2 separate regions of the Cricetulus griseus genome follow, and region 2 is linked to region 1. Evidence: chromatin contacts called from public Hi-C data. All regions are on one chromosome and are shown on one strand. The core of a region is the stretch at or near the end of the contact, and the rest is flanking DNA. Distances in the headings are between cores, read along the strand shown.

Region 1 (5,320 bases), core at 2,235-4,734:
ATGCACCCACATCAATAGTCTCCAGACCAGTAGGGGAAGAACCAGTAAACTTGGCCTGGAGGCCGGTAGAAAGCCAAAGCATTATAGGTAGACAGAACACTCTTGCTTAGGAACCTTGTTTCACAAACAGCAAGTGAGGCACTACTGAGAGTCTGCAGGAAACCCACCTGTCTTTCCCTAGCCTCAAGGATTCACCTGGTGTCAAATCACCAGTTGCATCAGCATCCTGAGCCAAGGACCTTTCCAAGAAGCTTCCTGTGTGCTTCTGTCTCTGGTAATAGAGAGCCCGCCCAATAGTGGAGGCCTCACTCCTGCAGTCAGCAAATGGTTAATGGATTACCCGGCAGTCTCTGACTCCCTCCCAGGAGCTGCAGCCAATTCCTAGAATGAGTCATACTGTCATTCTGGCTTCCTCTCAGCTTCTGCCCCGGCCCCTGCCCCCATTTAGTACTCCCAAATCTCCCCCATGGTAACTAACAAAGAGCCCACCGGCTCCCTGGAGAAACCTCGAGCTCTCCACATTCTCTGTCCTCAAGACAAGGAGCTAGGCTAGACGGGGAAGTGAGTGGAGGTGCAGGCTATGGGGCTTAGCTTCCCCAGGCAGCCCCTTCCTTCCGTTCTAGGAGGCAACTGAGGCACACAGCCTAGGAGTTGGGGGGGGGGGCATTTGCACCTCCTAGTCAATAAATCACAGGGATAGGCCTGAGTTCAACAGTTTGGGTTCCAGGAAACAATACGACAGGTTTGTGGGCATCTGGAGAAAGAATAACCCAAGCACTCCCAAACTTGAGTACAAGAAGCCTTCAGGACACCTCATCTCTAGGCCTTAAATAGACCATTTAAGAGCTGGCACGGAGGGAGGGAGGGAGGGAGAGAGGGAGGGAGGGAAGGGGAGTGGGGGGAAGGTGTTGGTTAGGGCCTGAGACTGCTTGCCAGTTAACAAAATAAAACAGGCAAAGTGTCTCAGTGTAGCTGAAGGACAGATAAACAGGGCTTGCCTCTTCACACTGGGGTCAGGAGATTAGGTCTCTGCCCTCCACCTACTCCCACCGGAGGTGTGGAGAAAGAACATTCCTCTCTGGTGTCTCATTTATGCCTCACTCCAATTGCAAGAGCACAAGCAATTCCTACGGCTGCTTCAGAGTGAGTGATTTTCAGTCATCACTGACTGCCAGGGGGACAGAGGCAGAATATACAAGGAAGTACCGGCTACCCGCCTGGTCCTCATCGCCCCTTTTCAGTGGGAGAGGGGACTGTAGGAAGTGTGACAGGCCTAGCACCATCATCTGGATGCCAGCAGGTCAAACCCCAAATGCCCACCTGGACATGTGCTACCTAAGATAAAGGAATTCTCTGCAGCAGTTTGAACTTCAGCAGTGTTATCTGGGTAGCAATTTCTACCGAAATCCTCAAACGCACACCACTTTTGATCTTGGAGTTTTCATGGTTTGAATGAAAGACAAGACTGCACACGCCAGAGCTCCTTACAAGGACATCCACCCTTTCATTCACACAGCCAGGCTGGAACAACCTCACGGCCATCACCAGGCTATCAAGAACATGGTGTCTCCCAAGATCTAGCAGGGTCAAAGAGGCAGGATAGGGAAATAGACGGATTTGTTACTGGGGAGAGGAGCTAGGTGTTAGGGTGTGAGGAAGACATACATTTCCTTATACACACTTTGTGTATTCATTTTCACCTGGCTATATGTCCCTTCATTTTTCAAAAGAGAGACTTCTGCAGAGCTCAGAGAAGGCCACCCTGTCACACCCTGCAGCTGTCATCCACCCCTGTTATCTCCCAATGGGATCAAGAAGGGACAGTTAGCAAGAGGTGTTAACAGATAGGGAGCTACTGACCAGCCTCTGGAATCTTCCTGGCCTGCAGTGTGTGAAATTCAAAGTCGCAAGGCTTTGAAAGAGTCTTCCATTCACTGCATCTGAATTCTGAGCCACACTAGGGTTCCTGCACAAGGTGTTCTGTCAACCCGGCTCTGGGGCCCTAATCACCTCTGCACCCAGGCCAGGGCTCCCACACTTATGAGGTTAGACGGCAGGATCAGTCACAGGAAATGACCCAGAAATCAATGATGTGGGGATGTGGGGTTTGAGAGTAAATCACCCACCCACAACCGGAAGCCAAAGTTATCTCCCCAGCAGGTGAAATGGTTGGGCCCGGAGGCCGCCCTTGAAGGCCTAAAACCAAAGGCCACAGAATCTCCTGCATATCTCACTGCCCCTGCGGCACCTCTCCTAACTGGGCTGGCCAGCTGGCAAGTCTCTAACTGAGGCAGTCAGTCCCGGGGACAATCCCCTGCTGGGGAAGGGACCGGGAAAGGGACGGGAAAGCTGTCAGCTCCAAATTAAGCTTTAAGCTCGAGAAAGGCCAAGGATGGGAGAAGGAGGCTGCAGGAAAACAATAAAAAGCAATAAAGCGAGAGGAAGGGGAGGGACTTGCCCGGGTCAAAAAGGCAAGAGGCCCACCAAGACACAGCCTAACGCACGGTAATTGTCTAGGCGGGAAGAAAGGGGACACCGCGGCGCCACTGGCCCGGGGGAGGGTCTCGACTTGTTCGATCGCGCCAGATCTTGTTAAGAAAGACTCGGACCCCCGTAGTCTGCAAGCGGCGCCAGGGCCCAGCACGAGCCCTCGGCCCCCGGAACTGCTAAGGAACACCGCCCGCAGCACCTTCCCAGCCCACCCGGCCCGCAGGACGGACAGGTTGCCAGACGCTTTCGAGGAAAGGCGCCTGGGTGGGGAGCAGGAAGCCCCGGACGCTGACGCTTGCAAGGACCTCCCAGGCGCACGCGAAACCCCGGGGTGCACACTCCCTCGAGTTGCGACTTTCTCCCTGCGCCGCGCGGCGAGGGGAGCCTGGGGACCGCGGTGTCCCCGGCGCAGGGTGCCGGGGGAGCGGGGCGGGTGGCAGGGGGCCCGCGGCTCCCGGGCGAGCTCACCTTTAAGGAAGTAGACCCGCGGGCCGGCGGGCAGGCAGGCCAGCAGCGAAGTGAGCACGACGCGCGCGGCGCTCTCCTCGCGCAGCTTCTGCCAGTGGCGGCTGCCCTGGTCCAGCACGACCACGGCCGCCACGCCGCCGCCGCCCTCCTGCAGCAGCCGGGCGCGCGCCGCCTCGTCGGGCAGCACGTAGCGCGCCGACACCGCGCCGCCCCGGGCCCGCCGCAGCACCACCGAGTTGAGGTTGACGTTGAGCGAGCCGCGCACGCTCGACGCGGCGAAGGCCAGGTAGGGCCGGCAGTCGAGCACCACGCAGCGCGCCTCGGCCTCCTTGCGGAGCATTTTGCGCAGCTGGCGCCCGTCGAGCGACGTGACCTTCATGCCGCCGCCGCCACCCAGCGGCCCAAGGCCGGCGTGCGGGGCTGTGGCCTGGCGAAGGGAGCCCGGCGCGAGGGTCGGCGCGACGCTCTCCCCGGCCCGCGAGGCTCGGTGCCCCGGCCCCGCCACTCGCCGCCCCAGAAAGCCGGGGATTCCGCCGGCAGCGCAGCGTTTTATGTGAATGAGTGCGCGTCCTGTGACGTGACTGCCCATATAAGGCCAAATATGGGTGTTTCCCCGCCCCCTCGGCGCCGGCCACGCCCCTGGGCGGGGCTGCGGGCACCCGCCTCCGCCCCGCGAGCGGGATGCAGGCTTAGTCAGAGCGAGAAAGAGGAAGTGGCGGGCGCCTGCCGCTGCCTCTCTCGGGGGCCCGGCGCGGAGAGTCTCACTCACACATCACCCGGTGGGCCGAGGTGACCCACGCTGTGCGGGAAGAGGAGGAAGCAAACCCGGTTCGAGCCCGACCCCGGGCCGCCCCGTGGTACCCGGGGGCCTCCCCCGGGTGCATCCCGAATGGATTCGGATTCCGGGAGTCAGGAGGCAGCGTCTGAGATGACCCGAGGCGGTGCATGGCTTGGGGATCTTAATGCTGGAGGCTTCTAGCACGTCCTCTCTCTCCACTTTTGCTGTGTCCTGATTTTCCTTAATAAAAAGTTTCTGAAAGTAAACACACAACCCAAAGGGGGAAGTTGGAAGTGGGTGAGACGGGAGAGACAGCAGAATCAAACGGATTCTGCCTCAGAAGGATGGACGGCCCCGCTTGTGTTTCTCTCCGTAGATAAGAACGGTATAGCGCCAGAGCTAATGAGACCGTTTCAAAAAACAAATAAGCAAGTACAATACACCAATTTAGGAGCTGTTCTGTTGTTCCGGGACGCCTGTCTTGAACTCATTAGCAGCAGGGTCCACATGGATCCAACAGAGGGGCTCAGTCCACTAAACTTGTCCAGGTGGCTTCTGGATTTGGGCAGGATTATGGTGGATCAGTGTAATCCCAGGCTGTCTACCCCCGCCATTCTCTCCCGAGTTTCATGCTGGCTGCCTCCATTCCCGGAAAGCTAGGTGTGATTTGTCCCCTCTGCAAGTATTTATTGAGGGCTCTGCTAGCCACCAGGACACGTGAGCTGCAAACGCGTCTCTGCCTCCAAACCCATTGCCAACGAACCATTTTACTGTTAATCTTTTGGTGAAAAAAACATCTGTCCATTAGAGGGAAGTTTATTTACAACAGACATAAGGGGGTGGGATTTTTAAGAGAAAGCAGAAATCAATTTCCGAGATCAAATCAATCGACCCCAACAACAGTAATAGCTGGCATTGCATCAGGACCATAGATAGCAGTGTTCAGTCAAAAGTCCTGAGTACACAGTGACTGGCCTGTGATCCCAGCAGGCGTGGGGTGGGGGAAGAGCTGAGAAACCAAGGCCATAGACCTGTCTAAAAAAACAAAATAAGTAAACAAAAGATGCCGGCCTAGCCCTGACTGCGGTCCCCCTGATGCCATAGGTGGGTTTTGTTGTCTGGGGTTATCTGCTGCAGCTTCCCCATAACCGGCTCTTCATCAGGAGGGTTCTGTCTGAGTAACCATCGGTCTCCACCCCCTAGGCATTTCATTCCAGCGAAGACACAGGGGCTAGACTCTGTGAGGTGTATGGAACACCACTGTACGCAGGATTCACTCCATGGTGGGGTGGAAGCTAGAGGAAGTTTCTCTGAGATGAGAGCTAGGACAAACTTCCAAGAATGAAAAGAAAACACGTGATGTTAAGGAAACAATAGAACAACCAAAGAAACAAAAAAAAAAAACCCAAACAACCCAGCATACTATGTGCTGGAGGTGCGCCAATGATGACTGCAGAAGCTCAGCTCAGGGACAAGCTCAGTATTAAGACACGAGGCTTCTGTGCTTTCTCGGACAAGGAGAAAGTCTTGTAGTGCACATGGCAAACTCCCTGCCTGTCCTTGTCTCCCCAGGGATGGCATGAG
Region 2 (5,067 bases), core at 1,298-3,797, 49 kb after region 1:
GCATCCCAACATCTCATTACCATTCCTGCCTGCCTGCTCATGTCAGGTGGGACACAGCTACAGCCTGTGCAACCGGCAAACCTCTCAAAGTCAGCAGGTTTCAAACTCTGCCCATCTTTTTCCTCCTCCGACATATTTTCATGATGTAATACCTTGCCCCCACCCACCTGGCTGTGCAAACAGACACTCAAGCACCATGCAGGGAATAGGCCTGGTAATGTAGCCTGGATGAGACCACAGGCTGGCTGGATTGAACAACAGAAGCATATGCCATCGTCTTTGGGAGACTGGAGGTCCCAGGTCTGGGTATTAGCAAGTGGGTTTCTCCTACGTCCTTTTGTCTCGGCTTCTTTTTTGTTGCACCCTCCTGGTGTTCTGTCTGCACACGAGTGTGCCTGGTGTCTCTGCGATCAAACTCCCACCTATGAGACCAACAGGTGGATTGGGTTAGAGCCCACTAACAGCCTGATTTGAACCTTGCTTTAAAGCACTGCCAGCGCACACACAGTGGTGTTGGGGGGAACTGCAGATTGGCACTCTAATTTGTGACTTTGCGGGTGCGTGCTGTGGCTTGGATAGGAAAAACTCCCTGTAGGGGCTCGTGTTTTAAAGCTTAGTTCAGGCTAATACTTTGGACAGGGCTTGGCCTTCGTCAATGGATCCAGTGGGGCGGGGGGTGGGGGTAAGGGAAGAAGGAGGCTCTGAGGCATGCTGTGGAAAGACATGCCCCACCCGCAGCCCATTCTGACACTCTATCTCCTGCCCACGAGCATTCCTCTTGCCACCACGAGGGTCTGCGGCATCACAGACCCGCAGCCACAGACTCAGATCTCTAAAACTCTGGGCAGAACAAATTCCTCCCTTTCAGCCGTGTCTCAGGTATTTGTCATGACAATCCTAAGCATGACTAACCCTGAGGATGTGGTTCAACCCTGCTCTACTTACCCTGTCAATCACCAAGTCCTGTGCACACCACCTCCTTCTGTGTCCTCCCACTGTCACACAGGTTCAGGTGTCCCTCGTCTCCCATCTAGAGATTCTTCCCAGAGTCCTCTCTAGATTCTGCCTCTAGTCCCCTTCCTGTTACTCACCCAATGGCAGATGAGCTGACAGACCCACTCAAGCCAGTCTCTGCTCACCCATCTTGTAAATCTACCCCCGGATGCTTCTACACATTAAGATCAAAACTGGCCTCCTTACATGGGTTACCAACCCTGAGTTTAGCCCTCCCCTCTTCCGTCATGAGGGTCTTTCATGTGAACCCCCTTCAGTGGCAGGTAGTCTTAAGCTTTTTCACCCCTTCCACAAATAAAACTAGTTCTTGTTTGCTTTTCTTTTATTTGTTTCAAAGAATATATTTTGATCACATTTCTTTCCCTTCTCCCAAACCTTTCTAGGTATTCCCTACCTCCCTACCGACCCAACTTCATCCCTTCTCTCTCTCTCCCCCAAACAACAAGGAAAACAAACTAAAAACAAGTAGGCCCAGAAGACAAAAAATAACAAGATCAAAACAAAAAGTGTGCAAAAATATGGAGTCTTTATTTGTGACTCCTGGGCATGGGGCCTGCCCTGGTGTAGGGTTGATATACCCAGTGACACTCCACTGGAGAAAACAGATTTTCCCTTTCCTGGCAGGTGTCAGTTGCCAATAGCTTTTGGTTAGGGATGGCCTCTGTGTTCACTTCCCCTGCCCTGTGTGAGGACTTCTTTCTTCCTTTTATCTAAAGCCTCCCCGGCTCACTCCCACTCTTCCCTCTGTCCATCCACCTTCCATTCAGACTCCGTGTCTCCAGAGGCCTCTTCCCCTTCCTGCTGACCCCCAGGGTCTGGGGTGGGGGTTGTTCCCAGGCACTCCCAGGCCGTGTCTTATAATTACTTGTTTCCTAGTCTGTTGTCCCCAGTAGCCAGGGGCTTTCATTGCCAGATGTGTAGGCTCTCACTAATTATTAGCTGTGATTCTTAAGATCAAATTTCTGGGATCATCAGGCTGCAAACATTAGGAGGCAAAAGGAGAAGAAAAATGGGGCCAACCCGGCGATTTTTCAGCTACAGCCATGCAACGGAACCATTCTGCTGCTTCAAGCAAATGCTGTCACCCTGAAATCTGAACTCCATTGCTCGGAGGCTGGGTGGCCTGAGCATGCACCTTTCAAACTGAAGTTTTCTGCTAGGTGAGGCTGGGGTTCAGATACCGTGACAGAGCTCAGAAAAACATGGTCTGCTCTCAGTACAGTGAACCCTTGACGGCTGACATCCAGCTGTGTTGCTGAGAGAGAAGTGTCCCTGAGATTTTTACTCCTGTCCCCAGCTTTCTTTCTTCATAACATAACCCCCTGGTCTGTACATTCTTCCTGCTCCCCCCCCCAAAAAAGTTAAGCAATCTGATTGGTTCTGTGTGGCCACACCCAGGCCCAGAGGAAAAGCAGGTGTTGGAATCTAGGGCAGCAGGCTGGATTCTGGGTCTTCGGTCAGAGCTGGCCACTTGGGAGTTCAGTTGGTTCAACAAATATTTGCTGAGTATCACTGGCTGGAGACAGAGCCAGGAGTGAATCCGGAAACCAGTCTGGTTACTGATTGGCTCTATATCCACTCTTGGGCCAAGGCTCTAAGAGAAGCAGGGAGAGGAGCGGAAGCAGAACTCTTTATTGGTGTTGTTACTCTCCACGTTCACCTCCATCACACTCGAACAAAGACGAAGGCACGGTTCTCCTGTTCCCATCTCAGTTGCTTTCTGTGTTTCCTGCTGCCCAGTGTGACTAGAGCTGTTGCCTCAGCTCCCTCCTTCCAGACTTGTTTAAAAATGAAGATTCCGCTGGGCTGTAGTGGCACACGCCTTTAATCCCAGCACTCAGGAGGCAAAGGTGGATCCCTGTGAGTTTGAGGCCAGCATGATCTACAAAATGAGTTCCAGGACAGCCTGTTACACAGAGAAACTCTGCCTCAAAACAAGGAGGAGGAGGAGGAAGAAGAGAAGGAGGAGGAAGAGGAGGAGGAGGAGGAGGAGGAGGAGGAGGAGGAGGAGGAGACGGTAGTTCCTGGGCTGGTCCAGCGATTACAAGCACTTATTTTTGCAAAGGACCAGAATTCATCTACTAGCAACCACTTGTAACTCCAGTTCCAGGGAATCTCATGCCAGTTCCTCTGAGCTCCTAAGACACCAGGCATGTACATACACACATGCAGGCAAAATACTCACACACATAAAATCCAATATATATATATATCTAATTTTTAAATGCAACTTCCTTGGCCTCATGGATGGAAATCTGATTCAGAAGGTGTAGGGTGGGGCTCAGCAAGGTGCATTTCTGCAAGCTGATCAAGGGGATCTGATGCAACAGGTTACCTATGACTCCAAGGCTTAGCTGCCTTTAAGCTCAACAGCAAGCTGGGCATGGTGGTATACACCTATAATCTCCACCTCTGAAGGCAAAGGCAGAACACAAGTTTCAGACAAGCAGGGATGCACACACACACACACACACACACACACTCCCCCAACAATCCAATTTCTCTGGGTGGGTATTAGGCATTTGGGGAGGAGGTAAAATGAGGAGCACTGAGTTTCCGGGCTCAGTGGACTCAACCACACCTGGTCCCAAACAGCTCCTCTCACAAACATTTCTTCATTATTCTCCCAGTGTGGACCTGAGGCACAGTCCTCACTCAGTCTGGTAAAAGAGGTGCCACCCCAGTTTTACAGCCAGGAAAAGTCAAGTTGCTCCCCAAAGTCATAGGAGAAAGTGACTAAGTTGACATCCTGGTTTGGGTTTCTGAAAATGCTCCTAGACCCTGAGGAGACTGACTAGCTTGGGGCAGAATGGACTGGAAGCATCAGGAAAGATAAAAGCAAAGCCCCCAGCAGGTGCAGAGAAAAGGTACCGAAGTGCTGGACCCCAGAAGATGACAGCCTTTGAGCTGGACTCAGGTGGGTTAAGTCCAATTTTGACATTTCTGAGAAGGGATAAGAACACATACCAGAGGATACAGCTTGAGGGAAGTCACTGAAGTGTGATAGGAACAGCAGGTGGTCTCATGTGGTTACAGTGTAGGGTGTGTTTGGGGACACATGAAAGGTTTGCTCAGTGGGCATTGGAAAATGGCCAGAAAAATCCAATTGCGAAACAAGAAGGCTGACCTGTCTTTATGGATGATGCGCGTGTGTGTGTGCGCGTGCGTGCGTGCGTGCGTGCGTGCGTGCGTGCGTGCGTGTGTGCGTGTGTGTGTGTGTGTGTGTGTGTGTGTGTGTATCTGTGTGTCTGTGTGTCTGTGTCTGTGTCTGTGTCTGTGTGCATGCGTGCGCACTTGCATTAAGTTAGGCAATGACTAGACCCGGAGACAGCACAGTGAGTCGCTCTACTTCTCTGGCTTAGTTTGTTAATTTTTAAAATGTGGGCCATTGATTCTCTCCAGTATCTGCCCCAGGTTGCTGTGAAGACAAGAACAAGAAGAGAGATGGAAAGCATCAGTGAGCTCCAGGGTGGAAAAATCAGAATGGGGGTAGGTGGGTGCTGGGACCCTGTGACCATAAGGCACACTGCCTGGAGATCCCAGTGCCATGGCTGCATGGCATAGGGACATTGCAGAAGATACACGCCCTGGGTATGTATGAGGGGTTTCAATTCCCAGAGGTATCTGCATTTGAATTGCGTGAAGAGGCAAGGGAACTCCTTCCAGGGCTTCAAGACACTCCGAGGTGTCTGCTTCACCACCTGAAAGAGCCCAGTGGACAGATTCTGGTTCCTGTCCATCCTCACAGTGCCGACCCTGTGTGTGTCTTGTCCAACCCATCCCAGCCTCTTCTCCAGAGTGGAGATGATTAAGGGAGATACTATGACTGGAAGAGCTCAGGTTCCCTTGGCTCCAGAAACAGGGGCGCCTCCAGAGGACCTCGGGCATTTCCAATCCAAATGTATGCTTTGCCTCTACTATCATCCTAGAAGTTCTCAAGACTGGGAGTGCTCCTTCAGACCTGGGACAACCAAACACCCACCCACACATCAGAACAGAGCCCTGGGCCTCCTCTGACTCTGTTGCTACTCAACACCCAGGCATTGTCCTCTC

What was found. Hi-C and Micro-C count contacts between places; a contact is called where the count stands out from the background.
Region 2: a Hi-C map of the CHK-Q cell line shows a contact between it and region 1, with 2.1 times the contacts expected there. The contact joins the enhancer-like site here to the promoter of Dusp5 in region 1.

What each region holds. Positions count from the first base shown.
Region 1 is chr3:8,030,019-8,035,338 of CriGri-PICRH-1.0, forward strand. It overlaps Dusp5 (dual specificity protein phosphatase 5), which reads right to left and starts at 3,485. Exons shown (of 4, transcript XM_027407024.2): 1 at 2,959-3,485. The coding sequence starts at 3,337.
Region 2 is chr3:8,079,799-8,084,865 of CriGri-PICRH-1.0, forward strand. No RefSeq gene overlaps it. Among named protein-coding and RNA genes, the nearest start is that of Dusp5, 49 kb to the left of the region's middle. Within about 2 kb of position 2,548, at least 1 of the 6 cell types and tissues checked has open chromatin away from gene starts, as enhancers often do.